Regions from separate parts of the Gossypium hirsutum genome. Here region 1 is linked to region 2. Evidence: chromatin contacts called from public Hi-C data. All regions are on one chromosome and are shown on one strand. The core of a region is the stretch at or near the end of the contact, and the rest is flanking DNA. Distances in the headings are between cores, read along the strand shown. Region 1 holds the start of LOC121211045 (G-type lectin S-receptor-like serine/threonine-protein kinase LECRK3). Region 2 overlaps LOC107951629 (serine/threonine-protein kinase STY46).

Region 1 (5,640 bases), core at 1,206-3,705, 210 kb before region 2:
TCTAGTGATATCCGTGTAATGCTTTCTTGTGGAGTGTGGGATGGTCTTTAAGTTTTCGTAGGCAACAATGAATGGTGGCCGGTAAAATCGCTAATATCTTGCTCATGCTGACCTCTGATTTTTTAACGTGGTAACTTTTGCAGGCACTTGACTTGGTTCCAACTAAGATACATGATAGGTCACCAATATTTCTTGGCAGCTATGATGATATTGAAGAAATTAAAGCACTCTATGCTGCTGAAGGGAAAAAGGAATGAGTGTACAATTCTCATTCTTCTCCCACTCTATCTTTACTGGATTCAGGTTTCAATCATCAAAGTATTTAACCCATTTCAAAGCTTATTTTGTAATGGGATACTATATTTATATTGAACAATAGTTAAGTTCCCCCAAAAGATATGGGATGAGAATAAAAAAAAAAGTTATTTTAACTGTTATGCTTGATATTTTTTTTATCATATAATTACTAGTCTGTAATATTATTTACTATTTACTTGAAAAATGATGGTATGAAACAGGGATATTATTTATTTTTAATAGTTTAATATCATATCAATAATTTCATCTTGAATTTCAAGGCTTTAAACTATTGACAAATAAATACAGATTCTGTGGTGTTCTTATTTCATACAATCTTTTTCCCTGTTTGTTGATGCTATCTTACATGGTTTGATTCATTTGGCTAGAATAAACCATTTTGTTGTTAGGTTAACAAAATATACAAAGCATATTTCATTAAATTGTTTTTGTAGAATTTTTTTTTCAAAATTTTAGTATTTTTATTGGATTTGATTTTTTTCAAGAGGAAAAAGCTGAAAATTAAAAGAAAAATTATGATTTATTATTTTCCTATTGTAAAGAGATAGGAATGAGATAGAACCACGGTCTCATATAACCCCTTCTTGAGAGATAAGTAATTAGGATACATCTTTAAATTAAATAGACGAGAAAAAAGAAAAATATGTTTTTCTAGAAAAAAAATTTTAAAGTGTTATTTGTTATGGTTTAAAGGCAAGTTTGACAAAAACATAGCTTTGTTATAAAAGTAATATTTTAAGAAGAAAATTGTAATAAATTTGATAAAGTCAAATTTACTTAACTTACAATAATAAATATATAGTTTTGGTTTAAATAAAATTAATTAAAGTAATTAAAAATAAGGATAAAAGTGTTAAAAATGATACATGATCAAGAGATTGTAAGGTAATTTAAGGAAGATGTAATTTTTTTTAAAAAATACTTAAACAGCATACAATCCCAAACTTTTAAAACAAAAACATTATGTTGTGTAATTATTACAATAATAATATATTACTCACATTCTCTTGATAATATAATTTTTTTTAATACTTTTGCTTAATTTTACCTAAACAAAAATGAAAAATTAATATAAATTAAAGAATGAAATTGTCTGGTATTATAAAACTCTAAGCCACCCGCCATTTAAAATTTAAGAAAATAATAATTCTAAGTTTCTTTGGGTCAATAATAAGAATTCTTTTCAAGGATAAGAACAGATCTAAAGATGGAATTCAATCCTGTTCACTTTCACTAAATTCACATCAATCATTAAAAAAAATGGTTTGGGTTAATTACATTAGGCATATCAAACTAAATCTTAAACTTTTAAATGTTTTAATTAAATCTTCAAATTATCAATAGTCTAACATCAGTTTCGGTGTTAAATACATGCTTATATATGAAGTGGAACCATATATAAATCATATATACATATATGTAATATCATTTTATAGAAACGTGAATTTAATATGTTAAAAGACAACTAAAAAAGGACTATTTATTTCTTTAACATACTTTATAGTTAACTTTTATAACGGCTAGGCTAAAAGAAAAAAACTGATTGATACCGTATTAATGCTTTTAGGATTCAATTAAAACGTTTTAAGAGCTAATTTAAAACATATGCCATAGTTTGGAGACGTTTGCTGTTATTAACCCAAAAAGTTTTTGAGTCAAAACGCATGGTCATGCATCGCATCCTTCCAAAAGGAAAACCTACCGAAAACCATGAAGTCTGCTTTGGCTGTTGTATAATTTTCTTTTTTGTATTAAGGTTTGAACTATTCAAAGGCTTGGTATAGGAGAAATGAAAGTAACATTCTAAAGACTGAATCATTTGGATCCAACGAGGAAAGGAATTTGATATTTTTTTAAGTAAAGATCTGAATAAAGAATTTTGATTTATAAAAAGCATTGGGAAGGAAAGTCAACAAGCCAATGGCTGCTGAATCAAGATTTGTAAACTATTTTCTTCCCTCAAGACCCGGTTTCAATTCAGAAAACATCATGTTCCATGAAAACTGAAGGGCCCAGAATAGTGACTTATTTTTCTGTGGAATCTTCAACCTAATTTCCAACTCAACTTAACCAGGCCTTCAAAAATGGCTAAAACCTATTCATAAAGAGACAAACTAAAGTCCCAAACTTCCAAAAATGGCTCTCCTCTTTTCTCTCTTTCTTTTAATAACAACTTGCATAATCTTCACATCACAAGCTCAAACAACAGTTTCCAACATTTCTTTAGCTTCTTCTCTTTCGCCAACCGGTGATTCACATTGGTTATCAGAGTCTGGTCAGTTCGCCTTTGGTTTTTATCCTTATGGAAATGGCTTCGCTATATGCATATGCTTTCAAAACATTCAGCCGAGAACCATCGTATGGACGGTAAACCGAGATGAAACGCCGTTTTCGAGCCATGCCACGTTGCTTTTCAACACGGAAGGTAGGCTTGTTGTGCAAGAGAATCAAGGACGGAAGACAAGCATCATTGGAAATGCGAGTTTTGCTTCCTCAGCTTCCATGCTTGACACTGGCAACTTTGTGCTGTTTAATTCAAGTTCAGAGATCATATGGCAGAGTTTTGATTACCCAACAGACACCATTTTGCCGGGTCAGCGGCTTTCCCCCGGTCACCGGCTGGTTTCCGATGTATCCGAAGCGAATCATACGAGTGGCAAGTTTCAAATCGTGATGCAGCCAGATGGGAACCTGGTGCAATATCCAATGGGTGCAGTAAAACATAATACTGCTTACTGGAGTGCTGGAGCATTTACTGCGGGAGATAATGTGACCATGAATCTTGACAATAATGGTCATCTTTACCTCCTGAATGCTACCGGATTCATTATAAAAAACTTTACCGAGACCGTTAGCGTCTCTCGTGACCCCATCCACCGAGCAAGTATCGATGCGGAAGGTATATTTCGAGTGTATTCACATAGTTCTAACCAATCTGGTAATTGGTCCATCCGATGGTCATCCACTGAGAATAAGTGTGATCCCTATGGCTTGTGCGGTGTGAATAGTTACTGTACTTTGATGGATAGGAATCCTATATGCAAATGTCTCCCTGGGTTCGATTTCATCGACCCGGACTGGACTGACTCAGGATGCAGAAGAAATTATTCAGAAGATGCCTGCATCAATAAGGATCAAAACTTAGATGTTCAAGATATGAACAGTTTGTCTTGGGAAGAAGATCCTTATGCTACGTTCGAATCAATATCCAAAGACGACTGCAGAGAAGAATGTAGAAGAGATTGTAACTGTGAAGTTGCCATATATAAAAACTTAAAGCAAGTTTGCCACAAGTTGAAACTACCATTAAGATTCGGGAGAAGAGGAACAGGAGGCAGAGTGACAACGTTCGTGAAAATGGTAACCGGTTTTCAGACAATACACGAAGGCCGAGTTAAAAAGAGTAAACTCCGAATGGACTTTTTCATTACCGGAATTGCATCTTTGACGGTCGCGTTTCTCGTTTTAGCGCTCTCCGGTGTTATTATATACCGGCATCGGATTCAACAGTACAAAAGGATTTCTGACCAAAGAGATGCTAGATTTGTGGAGGATGTCACATTGAAATCGTTCACATATGAAGAGCTAAAGAGTGCAACTAACAATTTTCAGGGATAGCATCGGTAGAGGCGCGTATGGGACGGTTTTCCGAGGAATCATATCGAACGGGAGGCGGATCGTAGCAATCAAGAGACTAGAGAGAGTGGTGGATGATGGAGAAAGAGATTTCAGAAATGAAATGAAAGCAATTGGGAAAACTCATCATAGGAACTTAGTTCAATTACTTGGTTATTGCTATGATGGGACGAATAGGCTCTTGGTGTATGAGTACATGAAAAATGGGTCACTTGCAGATTTTCTCTTTAAGTCCAATTTAAAGATAAATTGGGAAGGTAGACTTGCAATCATATTGAACATAGCTAGAGGGATCTTTTACTTACATGAAGAATGTCACATCCAAATCATCCACTGTGACATCAAACCCGAAAACATACTGATGGACGACAAAGGGCACGCGAAAATCGCGGATTTTGGTTTGGCCAAGCTACTACTGCCTAACCAAAGCAAGACATTTACAGAGATAAGAGGGACAAGGGGATATGTTGCACCGGAGTGGCATCGAAACATGCCTATAACTGCGAAAGCCGATGTATATAGCTTTGGAGTAATGTTGTTCGAGATCATTTGTTGTCGTCGAAGAACGGAAACGAATGTACCGGACAATGAAGCAATGCTTGTGGATTGGGTGTATGATTGTTTCAAGGCTAATGAGGTGAACAAGCTAGTGCCTGAAGATGAAGTGGATAAGAAGAAGCTAGAGAGGGTGGTTAAGGTGGGGCTATGGTGCACGCAAGATGAGCCATCATCGAGACCATCAATGAAGAAGGTTATATTGATGCTGGAAGGGACTGTAAATATAGCTGATCCTCCATGTCCTACCTCCATTGTCAGCTCCCAAAGTTTGGAATGAGGGGGTTTTCTTTTAATCTTACAAATTCATTCATTAGTTTATAAATTGTGATATATTGCTATTTGATAAAATTATAATTTGAGTATCTATTATTCGAATTTATTATGCTTTTGTAAATAATAGATTCTGAATCTATATCTGCTTTATTTCTAAAAAATTTATTTAGTAAATATTTTCATATTTTAACATATACAGCAATTAATTTAATTTATAAATTTAAATTTAAATAATAACACTCTATTTAATTCAAATGCTAATATTATTATATAAAAACAATTTTAACAAATCTAAAATTTCACGAAATAACTGAATTTGAATCTAGCTGTTTTGTGATTGTTCGTCTAATCACTTTTGATTGATGTGCTTTAATTATATTCAATTTAACAAAATTCACTAATTATATCCATAATTACAAACAATTATACAAATCCACCCTTATCTAAATTTGATAAATATTGGATTCCCTTACCACAACAAAATACATTAGGGTTGAATACATGATTGTTCTATATTTTGGGCTTTACTGAATAATGTTTCTTGGACTTAATCTCCACCCAAAGTTCAAGCACTTTAGTTGGTGGGAAAGCTAATTTTGCTAACCATCTGACCAAGTTAACATAAATACTTAAAATATTAACATAGCCATAATTATTTTTCATTAATTTTCCCCTCTTTCTAGCTAATTCTAACTTTTTTTAAAAAGAGTTAAACCAGTTTTATAACAAAAATATTAATTTTTTTAACGGTATCGGTGTAGCAATTCACATATATTTCATATTACATGACACTATTTATCTTATGTGTCACATCAGTAAATAATTTAAAAATTATAAAAATATTTATAAATTAAT
Region 2 (6,176 bases), core at 811-3,310:
CTTTAAATTTTATCTTTATCGATCTCCTTTTTCAATTTTTTTCTCAAAATTTCACTAATGTGTCCTAAAATAGTGCCGCTTTCTGTATCGAAAAATTTGGAGCGTTGCAAGTAGCTTTTATTTGATTCATCTCTATGATAGCTGCCACAATTGGCCCTTACATCAACTAGACATCAAGATTCATGAAGAAGTCTATATGGAGCAACCACAATGAATTTGTTGTTCAAAGGGAGAATGGGAAAGTATGTTGTCTTTGCAAATCTTTGTATGGTTTGAAACAAAGCCCTCGAGCTTAGTTTGGTAAATTTAGTGAGGTAATCCAATAATTGGATTGAAGAAAAGTAATTGTTATCATTCGATGTTCTATAAGTAATCTGAGGTTAGTATAATCCTTTTAATCGTGTATGTTGGTGATATTGTCATTACTGGAAGTAATATTGCAGGCATTTCATCTTCGAAATTTTCTTCTTCATATTCAGTTTCAAACTAAAGATTTGGAGTACTTGAAGTACCTCTTTGGGGTTGAGGTCACATGAAGTAAGAAAGGCGATGTCTGTCTCAGAGAAAATATGTTCTCTATCTATTGGTAAAAATAACGAAAGCACACCAATAATGCCTCATCTACAACTCACATATATTGCTCACCCTGTGCTAGTTCATTTCATCTCCAATTGTTAATCATTGGGAAATCTTGGAACAAATTGTATGTTATTTGATGGGAAGTCATAGACGGCTATTGTATAGGAATCATCGACACACCAATATTGAATGTTTTGTTCTTAAGCAAATTTGGCAAGATCCAAAGTCAACAAAATACCCACTATGGGATAATACATTTTTATTAGAAGGAATTTAATTTCGTGGAGAAGCAAGAAACAAAATGTAACGTACCAATCTAGTGCAAAATCTAAATATAAAGTCATGGCACAACTTGTGAGTGAAATAATATGGGTATACAGACTATAGAATGAAGTTGATCTTAAAGACTATTACCAACGAAAATATAACGTGATGATCAAGTTGCTCTTCATATTATTTCAAATATTGAATTTCACAACTTTTGAGATAAATGGTCATTTCATTTATCATGAAAAAATTCAATATGTGTGAAATTTGGAAATCAACTATGAGATATTTTCATAAAAACTCTTAATGGAGCTCAAGTGTATTATATTTGTAACATTTACACTCTTTAACTTGAGGGAGATAATGAAATATAGCTTATACATAAAAATCTTAAAAATTAATAGATTGATTTGTAGAACTATATGGTTCAGATATTTTCTTTCTATTTTCTAGCTTTTCTAACGTGTATAGTTTGAGTGGAATAATATATAAGCAATTACTTTATTCGTCTGTACCGCCTACATTTTTCATTATTTTCGTCAATATTAACAAAGTCGATTTACGAAGTATAGCATTGGAAAGTTATTAAGTGTATCCTTAAATATCTGAAAGGAACGCTATATCAAGGGTTACTGTTCTAGCCATGCAAAAATTTAATTTCTGGTAGGCTACTCATACTCATATTGAGGCAATTGAAACAATTTATGCTGAATATTGATTGTTCCTAAACATTGGCTGAAGCTCCAAGAAGCAAGTGGTTGTATCTCAGTCTTCAGCAAAAGCTGAATATTGACGCTAGGCAAACACTGTGTGATGATGAGGATCATGTTACAGCTATATGAGATGGGTATCAACTTGCCACATGTACCTAGATATGGTGTGCTACCACCAATGCTGTGACCCACGCTGCAAATCTTGTCTAGCATGCACTAATGAAGCATTGTAGCTTTGTTCGTGAAAAGGTAGTGGAAGGAATGATTGAAGTCAATTATGTGCTAGCAATTGATAAAATTGCTGATGAACCCTAGTATGCCCACAAGGACACCAAAAGAGGGCAGCAGTGACCTAATATGGGCAATTGCGTTTTCAAACCATTCAGTGAAGCTATAGAAACAATAAAGTGGCAACTCCCAATGGCGGAATCATGGAGCTATCACCACCCATCACCGCCATGTGCATAACCAAAAAGTTCCCAGACATGGCCATTTACCACACCCTACTAACTACCTCACAACAAAAAGCAGCCACTATATAAAAACAAAAAGCTCCGCGCAGGCCAACTTACCTACCCCTCAACAACAACGATCTTGTATCCACTTCTTCGTCTCCATATCAAATGTTGAAGAGAACCGACACAGAGGAGTCAGCAACACCCAGAGTGTGAAAGGTGAAGTTGGTGATAAGTCCGGACAAGTTGGCGGAAACCATGGCACAGGAGGCTCAAACGGAGACATTGATTGAGCGTGAGGACGATTCTAATGTTGGAATGGGGTGCCAAATTCTGATCAATGATGTGTTTCTTGTGGCGGGAAATGATTATTGAGAAATTATGCTCAAGATATATTGTGTCCCCGTTATCTGTACAAATTAAAGAGATGATATTTTTATGTTTAAATTAATTTTGGGTATTTATTTTAGATTTGTGAAATTAACTATCCACTCCTATAGTTTTGATCTATCTTGGAAATCAAGGATGCCTTGGTTAACCATTGCCATAAATCAAATGATTCATGGATGGCAAGTTCAAATGGCAACATGAGTTTTTCTTCCCTAATTATTTCAGGTTCATAGCTAATCCTGCCAAGAATATCGGTTCCAAAATTTGTATCAGTGTTGTTTCCTTGGAAGTGTAATGTGACTTACATTACAATTAATTAACTACTCAAAGAATAGAACTTAAATACAATGTACTAACTACGAGAAAAAAAAAGTAAACTAGTGGGAAAAAAATAGTGGAGAAAAAATGTATCCATTAAAGAATCAAGTTCTTTTAATCCAAAATAACAACAAATAAATGAAAGTACTTTAAGAACGGTGATATAATAGCCAGAAGAAAACTATCACCTAGCTAGGAAATTTCGTATCATATTTGCATTTAAGCATATTTTTTTCTTTCTACACCATGTTCAAGTAAGAGAGTGTTATTACAAAAACAAAACAGACAACCAAAAAAGAATTACGAATCAGCATTTTGTTTAGGGTGTCCCTTCCGTGTGTAGTTATACTTACTATGTGATGAAAAGATATATTAAAATGTGTCAATCTGGTTACTTACATAACAAAAATCTTCAGTTCCCATTTACTGCTTCTGTTGTTTCCTGTAATTTTACACTTTATTAAATGCAAAGAAATCACTCTTCAAAGAAAGTAAAAGTTTATTGTGAAGATTGTATACCTCAACTTCCTCAAAAAGTGTCTCAAGCTCAGTTGTTATCTCCGAGAAGGACGGTCGCTTGTCAGGAGCCGCTTCCCAACATCTCTGCATCAAATCTAAGAGTTTTGGATGTGCATTCTCAGGTAGTTCCGGACGCAGGCCCTGAAAAATAAGAAAAAAGACGTAAGAAAAGCTTTTGCCCCCATGTTAACAGCCCCAGATTTATTAACATAACAGATTGAAGCTCTCTTTGGGTGTGTATTAAGCAGGCTTCAAAGCACCCAAAGGGAGTCAGAGACTCAGAAGATAAGTACATTTCAGAGCAGATAGCATGCTAGAAAAATGGATCTCAAGAATATATTGCGAAAGCTATAAAGTATCTGATGGACACTCAAACTGCACATATTCCTTACTAAATGAAAGGGAAGCCACCTTAACATCATGCTCAAAATTGGACAAAACAAATCCATAAAACATTACAAAGACAATAGCTTCGATCCAATGCATGATGTAGTAATAATATGAGTAAAAAAGGAAACTAAATTCAATAAAAGATCTCAGTTACTGGAAAAATTCTTAAGCTTGATATGAAATTATGGTATAGTTGAGGTTATTGTTTAATTCCCGAAATATAAATGCTGACCTGTCTCACTCCCAATGCAGCTTGTAGTGGTGTCATGGTATCGTAAGGAACCTGCAGTACCAAGGAAAAAATTTATCAATAGTTTCCAAACGTTTTAACATCGAATTGTTCATCAACTCTGTATAATCTCAGGAAAATACCTTGGCTGTCACTAGCTCCCACAGTACAACAGCAAAACTGAATACATCAGCTTTTTGATCATAGGGCTGATGGTTTATAACCTAGTGGGAGTAAAAAAAGTTAAGATGATTATACAATACCTAACAAAAAGTTGAACACAATGATGGTTAACGTACAAAGCAAGGAAAAAATGTGATAAATGACCAGGTGTATAACATATGAACTGAAAAATGAAAACTGTAGCTCATTTAATTTTTGCGATAAAACAGACGGAAGGAACAAAGTATCTGAATATTAGAGCGATTATAAAAAGAACAGCAATAGAGGTAATTTCCACAAATTTTCCCCCATCAGAATCATCAAATATATACCAAATTTTGAATAATTAAACAAGGCAACACAGCCACTGAGTGAGTCTATCGGATGGAGAAAAAGAAAATAAATAGAGGAGAATTCAGACCTCAGGTGCCATCCATCTATATGTCCCAGTCTCAGCTGTCATTACTCCTCCTTGGTTCAAGAACCGGGCGACACCAAAATCTGCCACCTTGACAACCTTGAGAGAAAACATAAAGTTCCTGATTTTAGAAAATATGAAATATTGCAATAATCTCCCTTTGAACTGTTATATGAACAATTGTACAGATGCCAATACAGATTACTTCAGTTAACCTCCCAAACTCAGTACCACCAATAAAATACTTTAAAACATTAATCACCAAAATATGAGATGAAAACAAAAAAAAATCAAAATTAGCTGCTTGATTCATGACAACTTCGATATTAGGACTAGTAAGGTTATCCTAAACTATCCCAAATTCCACATGCTACACCAAATGCAACGCCTACTGTTCCCAAAAACATTTGAACTCCAAAAGCAAGAGGTTTGCTTGTGACAATAACATTATAGAAGTTATCATCATAAACAATGTAATAAAACATGCCAAACTACAATAACAAGAAACCAGTTAAGTCCAGCTACAACAGTATAACTTGCTACTTATGATGACTATAAACAACCACAATATACTACAGTTAAATACTAAATACTTGCAATCTCTCAAAATCCCGCATGCAATTGGTTTGTGTACCAGATAGCTCTCAAGAAACAATATGATAATCACACTGCTTATTTTTGTTATTTCAGAACTGCCATAAACCACTTCTCCCCATCAACAGTTTTGTGTTGATCCACATGAGTATTTAACACAATGAAAGAGTTTTTACTGAAATATTATCAGAAACACTTCAACTAATTTCCTAATAGAGGACAACCATGCAATCGATTTCATGTCCATAAGCATCAGGTAAGGGTTAAAAGTAATTCAAGACATACCCATAATATGCTCTTTATCCTGAAAAATATATGGACTTCCGGTAGCTTTCTATTCACTAACCATAGTAAGCAAATCCATAAAAGTCAGTTTATTGTTCATGGAAGTTTTACCTTGTTAGGAAGGTTAAGAAAGGAAAACCCAACTCTTCCACATGTCAAGGTTCTGGTTTAAAACTTAATATTTGGTTATATCGCCCACCAGAAACCTTAATTATTATAAAATTGATAAGCTAATCCTTGAGCGTAGTCACAACAATGATATTAAAAAGAATTCTTACATTGTCTGTATCCATTAACAAATTTGCTGTCTTCAGGTCCCGATGAATTATGTGGTTTTGATGCAAATACTCCATTCCTTTGCAGACATCAATAGCAAACTTCAGCAACTGAGAGAGCTTCAAAACATTAAGATTCTTATGCAAATAGTCATACAAGCTTCCCCCAGGCATGTACTCTGCAAAATGAAAAATTTTATAAATGAATTTGAACTTAGAACAGAGTCCAAAATTGAAACAGCCACTGGTGGGTGCTCCAGAGAGGTAATTTGAAGCCCCCGATTGCTGTCAAACGAATGAACTCTTTTAGTTTTGGTCCCAATTGAACACTAAACTGAAAGATGTTTAGACAACCCCAAAATAAAAATGAAAGAGCAAGATCAGCCAATAAGATTTACTAATCAAAATAGACATAAAGCTTTTCTCAACTGATGACCCGATATGATATATTGGGGGGGAAATGGAACCACAAAAGAATCCTACTTTAATTTGAAGAGAAATTTTTTAATTCCTCAGAAGTTCCATACCTGTTACTATGCTCAACTGTGGAGACTTGGTACAGGCACCAATAAAACGAACAAC

The links. Hi-C and Micro-C count contacts between places; a contact is called where the count stands out from the background.
Region 1: a Hi-C map of leaf shows a contact between it and region 2, with 2.8 times the contacts expected there. The contact joins the promoter of LOC121211045 here to the enhancer-like site in region 2. A contact is called at or near these places in 8 of 34 Hi-C or Micro-C datasets (callus, hypocotyl, leaf and 2 more).

Annotation. Positions count from the first base shown.
Region 1 is chrA02:11,403,027-11,408,666 of Gossypium_hirsutum_v2.1, reverse strand. It overlaps LOC121211045 (G-type lectin S-receptor-like serine/threonine-protein kinase LECRK3), which reads left to right and starts at 2,455. Exons shown (of 2, transcript XM_041083245.1): 1 at 2,455-3,887; 2 at 3,931-4,789. The coding sequence starts at 2,455. The coding sequence ends at 4,789. It overlaps LOC107910443 (fructose-1,6-bisphosphatase, cytosolic-like), which reads left to right. Exons shown (of 12, transcript NM_001327037.2): 12 at 144-402. The coding sequence ends at 257.
Region 2 is chrA02:11,187,380-11,193,555 of Gossypium_hirsutum_v2.1, reverse strand. It overlaps LOC107951629 (serine/threonine-protein kinase STY46), which reads right to left. Exons shown (of 16, transcript XM_016886743.2): 10 at 6,122-6,176; 11 at 5,598-5,773; 12 at 4,444-4,539; 13 at 4,004-4,084; 14 at 3,864-3,914; 15 at 3,242-3,382; 16 at 2,916-3,164. The coding sequence ends at 3,135. Among protein-coding and RNA genes, the nearest start is that of LOC107951629, 16 kb to the right of the region's middle. Within about 2 kb of position 2,060, at least 3 of the 9 cell types and tissues checked have an H3K27ac peak or open chromatin away from gene starts, as enhancers often do.